2 separate regions of the Ovis canadensis genome follow, and region 2 is linked to region 1. A link is a contact called in public Hi-C data. All regions are on one chromosome and are shown on one strand. The core of a region is the stretch at or near the end of the contact, and the rest is flanking DNA. Distances in the headings are between cores, read along the strand shown.

Region 1 (4,564 bases), core at 685-3,184:
GCGCATCCATCTACAGGGGCTCTCTGGAAAGAGGACTGTGTGTTATCCAGAGACGGCCATATTTAGGACCCCTGCCTGGTAGAGTGCAGTTACAGGGTTGGAGTGGCCTGCACTGGCACTCTCGGGGACACTCAGCCTCCCCAGTTTCAAAGTCTTCAGCCAGACTCACCATTCTAATTACTCCCCTTTCCCTTCAGACCCTCACAGGGTCTTCCATGAGGTAAGAGACATAGATGTTACACAACTCCACTAAGCAATGAGAGAAGCTGCCAACTACACAATTACAGAAAGGTACAATCTGTCACTTCTTTTCTTCCATAATTTATTTCCTCACCCATGAAATGGGAATAACAGCCCTGTCACATCTACTTCACAAGAGGAAGTGCTGGATAAGATGGGAAAGCTAGAGAAAGGCAAGGCATCCTTATACTGCTGTTTTGGCTATTTTTATTACACACCCCCTAGACCCATAGTCTCATATAAAGTAAAACCAAATAGCTCCTAAATATGTCTCAAAAGCCAATCCACAGCCTGTTAAGGAGATGGCTGCAGAAAAGCCTGTTAAAAATCTAGGTTCCCCAGTCCTACGTTAAATCACTGGAATCAACCTTTCAGTGCAGAGTCCAGAGACCTATATTTTCAACAAGCTTGCAGGCAACACTGACCATCAGCCAGGAGTGTGTCCCTTAAGTGCTCCATTCCCCAAACACTGGACAGAACTGACTGGTTTGGGAGAAGAGATGTATGATATACAACACTTCCTATACCTCTCAAACTTAATCCGTTCGTGCAGGCGAAAGCACAGGTGAATGACAACCCTTTTCTAAGGGAGCAGGACACAGAAACAGTGCTTTGCGGGGCTGGGGGACTGAGGGATTAAGGTTCTACTAGAGGACCTCCAGACAAGGAGGAATGGTCGGTGGGAAAAGGAATTGGACTCACCTACAATGATAGCACAAGCACTGACCAATCCAATCTCTTTCTTCAGGGCCACTCCGCCCCCTCCAGAATCCGCCTCCTGCGACTCGCTCCCACCTGGGTGGTTCTTTTCAGTGTTGTTCCGGTGCCTGGCTCCTTTTTCCATGTTTCTCAATAGGATTTCAACCTCCGAAAGGGATCTCTCTTTCTAAATGCATATGGGTGTAAATATATTTAGAGAGAGAGCCTTTCAAATGGAAACGTCCTTTTCCATCGTAAGGACCACTCCTACCCTCTTAAATAAATAAATAAATAAAAGACCCAGGCAGATAAAAGCGAAAGATGAAAATATTCCTATTCCGTCTTGACACTTTCTTGTCACACGTGCTTACAAACAAGGAAAGTGTTGTTAAAATGGGGGCAAGGGGGAGAGACACAGACATTTAAATGTAAAAATAGAACTGCCCCAGCTACTCCGGCTGGAATTCTCCTGAAAGGGATGTATCCTTCAGAAACCAGGACCGTTTTGCGCTGTGTACCAGGCAGTGGCTTATTTCAGAGCTTCAAAGAGGTAGTCTGGATTTCCCTCAGCTATCCCCCTAAGAAAACAGAGATTGTCTTTACCTCCCTTTATCCTTTTATGAGGATAAAAGTAGTTTTCATTAACTGAAAGGGAAAAAGGCAATCCTCCGGTACTTTCTTCTCTTTCAGCGGACCTGACCGATTTGCTCCGGGTCCTGTTTCCACCTGGCGTGGGTTCCTTCCCCCTCGCGTCTCCTGCCTTCCGCTTTCTCCAGAGGTCCTCTTCGGTCTCGCTCGTTTTCTTGTCCTTGTTTTCCTCCTTCCGATCTCCGTCAGTCCTCAGGGCACAGCCCGCGCCATCCCTGGTGGTTCCAGGAGAGTGCCTCTAGCACAAACGAACGTGCTTCCCTTTTAGCGAGGGGTTTTAAGTGCTGGGCTAGCTCCGCCTCCCACCTCCAGCGTTGCTCTCCATCCTCCGTCTCCTCCCTCCTGTTCAATGTAAATAGCAGCACACAGTCCCCAAAGATCACCGACAAGATGGATGAAAAGATTTCTCTTTAGTCGATCTTCTCCCTTGTCTCCATCTTTCTCTTTGTAAGTAGTGGAAGTAAAATCCTCCCAGGTCGACTGTTCGGGAGAGTCCAGGAGCTAGTATAGCATTACAGGTCATTCAGCAGACGTGGGCTTTATAAATAAGGGACCGGTTGTGCAGACTCTTCAATGCCATCAGAAATACAGTGGCGAATGTATTAAAATATTTATGTCTGGAAGATTTGAAGGAGAGAAGGCAGTAGGAACGTTATCTTCGAGTATCTGAAAATAGGAGGAAATCGGGGGTGGGAAAGGGGAATGGAAAGAATTAAGACTAGTGGAAAAGAGGTTCATTTAGTATAATTGTGAGCAGCCTTGAAGAGTACAGTGGAAACAGAAGTACCCGGAAGAAATGGTGGCCTTAGTGATCACATCTCTTACTAATATTTAGTGTTAGATGAAACAGGGAAAAAAAAAAAAAGACCTCAACCCTGGTCCCAGGAAAAAAATGACACAAAATCTGGTGGAATGGGCCTTTTATAGCTTCTAATATTATGTTTTGCATAATGAAATTATTAGAAGGGCAGACCAGAGAGGAGGTGGGGAGTTATTATCAGCACCTCTCTGATCATGAAGCAGATTGTTGATGTTAAGAGATGACTTACTTCCATATTGATATTGTATCTAGTTTTCTGTGAAGAATTCTACCCAGAAACTCCTGCCTGAGGTGAGAGCAATGACGTCTATATAATTGCAAAGTACTCTGAAAAAACAGCAGAAAGCAATATAGCAGACAAAAGTATAAATCTAAAATGAAATTATTTTGAAAATGTGTTATATACATTATGCAAAAGCACTTGAGTTTAAAGTGGGTCTAAAAAGAAAGTTCCCAAGTTGACACTAAGTGTGGGAACTTGGCCTCACTTTCTGCAGAATGTTCCAAAAAATTTTGAATTTTAAGAAAAGTAAATACTTAATTTCCTTAAAGTGGGGATGGTTGAGCTGCTGTAGGAAGGTCTTTTCCAAATGGGGTAAAGTCCAATCAACAATCTTTTCCACTTCTTCCCTTGACCACTCAGCAAGTATTAAGAGGTTTCAAAGGTTGAGAGTTCAACTGCTTCTCCTTCTGCAGTTCATGATACAATAAATTGAAAGCCTCAGCAAAAAAAAAAAAAAAAGGTGGGGGGTAGTGATGCAAAAAGGATTTTTTTTCTTAACAAAAGGAGCAGAGAACAGACAAGGCAAGGAATATATAGCCCAAAACTTCACAGAAGGGGATGAGTCATGAGAAATGAAAAAAATTTGAATTGCTTTTGGCCTTTCCTCATGACATCCGAGAGTATCAATTCTTTCATTTTGAAACGTCTGCTCAAATTTCAACATCAAGGTATAAACCAATCTTTCTGCTTACAAATATGAATTCTTTCAGTAATGTTTCAATTCAAAAGGTGTAGATTTAGTATGAGATAAAATAAAAATATGATGAATTCAAGGTCTCTTGCCTAAACTGGTGCTAACTGACCACAATAAGGTAAGCTTTAGCCATCTCAATTTATGAACTAAGAAGCTAAAAGAGGAATGGGATCAAATACAAGCATGGAATGCAATTAAGCACACTCAATTGGAAAGAAGGGTTGTTGAAGATTAATATTTCTATTTTTTTTGCACTTGAAGGTTATAAGTGGCTTATGATTATCTACTAATGATATAATGTGAAAGCTAGAAAAGGAATCTCCACCCCTTCTCCCTCCACAAGACCATTCATGTATATTATATGGCTCCCTCCAGGTTGGGATCTTTTTGTGAAATAAATCCTAAGTGTGTCAAAATTCCACATGGCTAACATGGAACTCAGGAGAGAAAGAAAAGTCTTCCTGTGATATGTTGAGAAAAATCTGTAAGAATAATTAACTGAAGGTTCAATTTTGAGCACTGAATTCTTCTTTATTCATAACTAATGTACATTTGCCTTTATAACTTTGAATCTACTATCCATATTTAAATAATACATTATCTACAAACTGTTTTCTGCACAATATCTTGACTTTTTTTTTTCTCATTAAATACTATGGGTAGACAAGACTATTATTTTTTCCTCTTTTAAAGATTAGGAAGCTGAGGCTCGGAGAAATGTCTTATCTGAGGACAAAGATAGGGCACCTTTGGACAGACAGGATATCAAATGGTTTACACTGAGATCTTTTCCCAGGACACTGCAGCTACTTGCTGATTCCTCAGCTTCTTCCACCTGAGAGAGACGAAGACCTTTGATCAGGGCCATGTCCAAATCTTCTTGGGTTGTTATCACAACTGTGCCAGAGCTCCACCTTGATATCACACCTGATATTTGTTCAGTGAGACCCACAGGTTTTAACCTGTCCCCTACTCCTCTACTTGTACCCTTTTCCCATAGTCCCACAGTCCTTTCCAGGTACTTTAATACAACTCTGGTTCCAGAATCACTGTTTACTGGGTCACTGTTTACTATTGTTTTTCATGCTTAAGATGAGAAGAAATTAATCTTTTTACCCAGGGAAAGGATGGGTAAGAGGGTAGTTTTCTTAGGAATCTGCAGTTAGGAAGAGAAAGGCTG
Region 2 (4,851 bases), core at 190-2,689, 180 kb before region 1:
ACAGGATAGGCACAGGGGTTTAGCGGGCGGTCCGGATGCCCGGCGCCAAGAATCCCGCAGCATCCCCCAGCGAGAGGGGTTTCGTCCCCCCGCGCATCAGGGGTTAAGCGGGGCTAGAAGGGCCTACGGCCGCGGCTGTCCCGTCCGCAGGTCTATCTGTTCACGCGTAGACTCGCCCAACAGCCCCCACTCTCCCCAGCCCCCGCCCCCCTCGCTCACACTCAGCACCGACTCAACTTCTCTCCCAAACTTTTGTCTGCCTGGCCGGATCTACTTTCCTGGAGGGCGGAGCGCCGAACGCGAGAGGAACAGGGGTGTCGGCGCAGGAATCCAGTGCACCGGTAAGGGGTGGGGGGGTGCGGGTGCTGGTGCTAAGTGTACCGGAGCTGGAGATCCGCCGGCTGTAGGCGAAAGGAGGGCGGGGGGCAGTTTAGGCAGTTGCTACTACATCACTCAAGAATTAGGACAGGAAAAAGTGGGTGAGGGGAGGGGAACTCTTTGTTCGCAGTTGGAATGCGCGGAGGGGCACGGTGGAATGTCGCGATTCGAGACCGGGCGACGCGAGGCTTGTTCTGCGCAAACACCGTGACTTTGTTCCTAGTGTGGGAACTGTGGGAGAGACGAGCAGGGACTGATACAGAAGTCCTGTCGTGAGATAGAGGGAAGAAAGGCAGATACATAGAGAGGTTCAGAGACGCGAGACGCGTAAGAGCCCAGCAAAGCGAGGAAGCTTATATAGAGAGGTGGTGGAAGACAGGTATGGAGAGGAGAAAACGACCAAAGGGGATCGTGAGTGGTGCGGGGATGGAAGGCTGGATAGACCTAGAAAGTGACAAATTCGTGCAAATCCAGCGAGAATGAGAGAAAAACAGATAAGCTGAGATAAAAAGACAACTCTCTGAACCTAGAGCTCTGTAATGGGTGGGAGGGAGCCTTAGTGTGTGAAAAAGGAGAGGAAACGGCTGGGGACTAATCTCTCCCTTCAGGGTAGGACAGATAGAAGGATAGATAGACACCCCCTGGTGTTGGGAAATGAGATTTTTAGCAAATATAGCAAGTGACTGGGTATAGAAGGCCTGGTTTGAGGGTTAGCAAACACCCTTGGTTGACCCATAGGAGACTGGTGATCAAGAGTAAGTACTAACCTAAGGGGAAGAAGAAAAAAAAAAGTCATTTAGAGGCGATAGCAAGTGAAGATGATCAAGGTGGAAAAGGAAAAGAAGCTGATCTTGGAGGATCAAGAATAAGGAAAAGAGGAAGCCACGGCTGAAGCTGAATGTACCTAATTAAATATCAGCCAACTGATTTTGCCCAGACTAGCACATGGGGCGTGGGGGAGGGGAACGGAGAAAGAAATGACTCCTTTGTATTTAGATAGTAAATTAGTATGAAAATGATATGCAAACAAATCGTGCATATATTTTCATCTCAACATTTTGAACACCTTTTATAATCTTAGTGTAGCCTTAGGGAATGAAGAAAGAAAGGAGGTTAATATCTTTGGGGAAATCAATTTGGCACAAACTATTAGGCTTCTTTGTCCTAGCTGTATTGTCTCCCTGACCTCATCTCTCCTGAAAAGCAGCCTGTTTCCCAGATCAGGCCTACAGCTTTTCTCTGATCCAGAGGAGAGTTTGCTCTCAGACTGGAAGCAGGGAGAAGGAAAGCATTAGTAAGGGAGCTATCAGGTTGCATCTAGAACAGGCTGTGAGCTATGTCTTCAGGATCAACCAGAAGGTTCTCCCTCCTCTCCTATCTCCACATGGGGAAGGAGAAACTGGATTCTTCCTTCCAGTTACTTACATCCTCCAATATTTGTGAATTTCGTTCCTCTGGGATTAGAATGGGAGAGTAAATCTTATGAAAAGTTGACATGCCATTAAAGGAGGCCCATCCAGGAGTTGGTGGTGCAGCAATGGACAGAGTTGGGATCAACAACCTGTGTTTTCAGGGGATAACAGAAAGCAGACACAGATGGGGGAGGGGGTGGTGTGCTGACAGGGTATGCTCCAGTAGTGCTCATTACCTTGGAGTAGACACTCCATAGTCTGAGCTGCAGCTAGGAGCTCCACAGGCCCTGCTGTCCATGCCCTTAATTAAGCTCTATATACACTGGTGATTCCCAAATCCACCTCTCTAGCCCAGATCTTCTTGGACTTAAAAAACTCAGCTGACGACTAGCATCTTCACTTGGTTGTCTCAAAGGCACACAACACTCTAAATTGACCTCACCTTCCCTGCCTCCCAAAACTGGCTCCTCCAGCATTTCCTGAGTGAATGATATCATTTTTTTTAACCACTTAGCTACTTACACCAGAAACCTGAATATCAACCTTATGTCTTCCTCCCTTAACCTCAAACCCAACTGAATCCTATCACCATTTATCAATTCTGCTTCTGAAATATCTTTCAAATCTGTCCTTTCCTCATTGCTACTATATGTATATATGGCCTATATATATGTGTATATGGCCTATATCTCAGGCCACCATCTTTTCTCTCCTGGACCACTGCAAAAGTCTCCCTGCCTAGGCTTTCTCTCCTTCCCATCCATTGTATACACTGAAGTGAAGTGATTCTTCAGAAACACAAACTGATCATCTTATTTCCCTGTTAAAAACTTGTCAACGAGCAAATTCACTGACAGTGGTTAAGACTCCATGCTCTCACTGCTGAGGGCCCAGTTTCCATCCCTGGTCGGGGGAGGTTCAAATCCTGTAATCCCTGTGGCATAGCCAAAAATATATATTTTACAGAGTCTGTCTGCCCATTCAGTCTCTTCTCTCGGCATCATCCCCTCCTGCAGCAGAACTGCACTTTGTCTGTGCTCTCTCTTGCCTCTGGACTTCTGTACGTGCTGGTTTCCCTAGGTTTGGAACACTCTCTCTGCCTCCTCTTCCTTCCTGGTTAACTTCTCCTCGTCTTCCAAGCATCGGTCTAAACACTCCTCTGAGAAGCCTTTCCAGACCAGAGCAAGTTTAGCTACCCCTGTGGTACACAGCCATAGTACACACACATCCCCATCATCACACTTATCATAGTTCATTTCATTGCCTACTTAAATGCCTGGTTTCCTGACTAGATGATAAAACTGCTCAGCATCTAGCCTGTTCAACAGAGTATCCACAGCACCTAGCACAGTACCTGACACCTAGTAAGCAGTCCATATGTTATATGACTGACTGAACAAAGAGAAAGCCATGTTTACGTCTCAGTTTATCCAAAAATGCACACATTCTCTGTGTTTGTGTGTATGTTCTAAATTTGTGCTTATGCATACACAAACACACATACACACACCTTCTTCAAAATACAGTTTGGCTGACAGAACTAAGAAATAGCTAGCAAGCTGCATATACTGCTTGGTCACACGGTGGGAAAGCAGCTGTTGGTGAGACAGGGGAATTCTTTAAACCTTAATTTCCTCATGTGTAAGGCAGGAATAATAAATGCTTCCTTATATAATTGAATAAACAAAAGCTATTACTTCTAGATCCCAACTCCCAAATAGGCGCGGAGCTTGTGCTCTGCTCAGAAGCATCAAGTCCATGACTGAGACTGTCCACCAGGTGGGAGTATTACCCCGGCCTGGCGCTGTGCTGCCTCCACTGCAGAGCAAGACCAGCAATCGGGGGAAGTCGAAGCTACCACCAGGGCCACTTACTTCCCCAGAGCTTTGAGTAAAACTAGCAGAAAAAACAACTCAGAGACCAGGGCACATGTCAAGAAGGCCTGTTTCTTTGACCCATACTCCTCCTTTTCTCATCCTAGGCTCCTCCGAGGCACTGTTTATGCTTAGGAATAAGCATTTTCTGGCTTGCCATTCACAGTTGGGGGTGTTTTTCCCCCATGAAAATAAGTCCTTTTATCCCACCAGAGCTGCTAGCTTCTACTTCCAGTGGAGACTGTGTTAAGAGAGGCGGGTTTGCTTCCTCAGACTGCAGAGGACATCTTGTTATTTTGGGAAGCCCTGTGGCCACCCCATTCAGGGACATGGGGTTTGGCAGATGCCAGAGTTATTCTTGCTTTTAGATCTCACTCATCCTTTTCCACCTTGATTTCAATGAATGAGTTCAAGTCAGGACAGCAGGTTTTGTGGGCTTGGTCAAAAGATGGGGAGACAGGGCCATTCTCATCACCTCCCTCATCCTCCTCTTCTTGGAAATTAGGATTATAAAGTTCCGGTGGAAGAAGCTGGGCCTCAGCAGAAGGCAAACGGTCTGAGGGAGGCCCATATACACGGTTGGCTTTGGTGCCATGCTTAGAGTTGGCATCCAGGTGGTAGCAGAGCTGCGTGAGGCGCTGGGCCCGGAAACGGGGAGGCCGGGCCACCCAGACACCTGGCTCATTAAGACTGTCCTCTTCATCTGACATCAGCTCCTCTGTCACATCCTTCCATAGACGTTGGTCCTCAGGGCCAAAATGCCTCATGATGCTGGATCGGTTGGCAAAAAGCTAAGGTAGGAGCCCAGGACAGAGATTAGGAAGAGCAACAAACCACACATTAGGTTTGGGGAAAGGGTTTGGGTAGGAGGAAAGCTGTGAAAAATCTGTGCCTGAGAGAACTAAGTTCCCAAGAGAACCCAAATCAGATCTTAGAGAATTGGCTCCTGTCTTCCTTCTCCTCCACTCAATCCTGTTCTCAGAGGCCACACCCTCCCACTGTGGCTTATTAGGGTTTAGAGTTTAGCATCTTTTCTGAAAGGAAAGCCTAGAAACCTACCCGGTATCTGCGACTTCGAAGTTTCTTCTCCTCTTTCTCCTTCAGGCCTTTAAAGGGGTTTAAGGAGTTGCGATACTCACGCCTCTTAGTAAGGAAGTAGGCTACACAGGCTCCTGGTGGGGAGGGAG

What was found. Hi-C and Micro-C count contacts between places; a contact is called where the count stands out from the background.
Region 2: a Hi-C map of lung shows a contact between it and region 1, with 4 times the contacts expected there. The contact joins the promoter of AJUBA here to the promoter of RNF212B in region 1. A contact is called at or near these places in 2 of 2 Hi-C or Micro-C datasets (fibroblasts and lung).

The regions. Positions count from the first base shown.
Region 1 is chr7:34,004,931-34,009,494 of ARS-UI_OviCan_v2, reverse strand. It overlaps RNF212B (ring finger protein 212B), which reads left to right and starts at 1,934. Exons shown (of 14, transcript XM_069597735.1): 1 at 1,934-2,034. SLC7A8 (solute carrier family 7 member 8) reads right to left here and starts at 1,842. Exons shown (of 12, transcript XM_069597726.1): 1 at 1,543-1,842; 2 at 943-1,126. The coding sequence starts at 1,084.
Region 2 is chr7:34,185,098-34,189,948 of ARS-UI_OviCan_v2, reverse strand. AJUBA (ajuba LIM protein) reads right to left here and starts at 1,439. Exons shown (of 8, transcript XM_069595735.1): 1 at 1-1,439. It overlaps LOC138443412 (a long non-coding RNA gene), which reads left to right. Exons shown (of 2, transcript XR_011258134.1): 1 at 1-341. C7H14orf93 (chromosome 7 C14orf93 homolog) reads right to left here. Exons shown (of 8, transcript XM_069595738.1): 7 at 4,724-4,836; 8 at 3,717-4,455. The coding sequence ends at 4,036.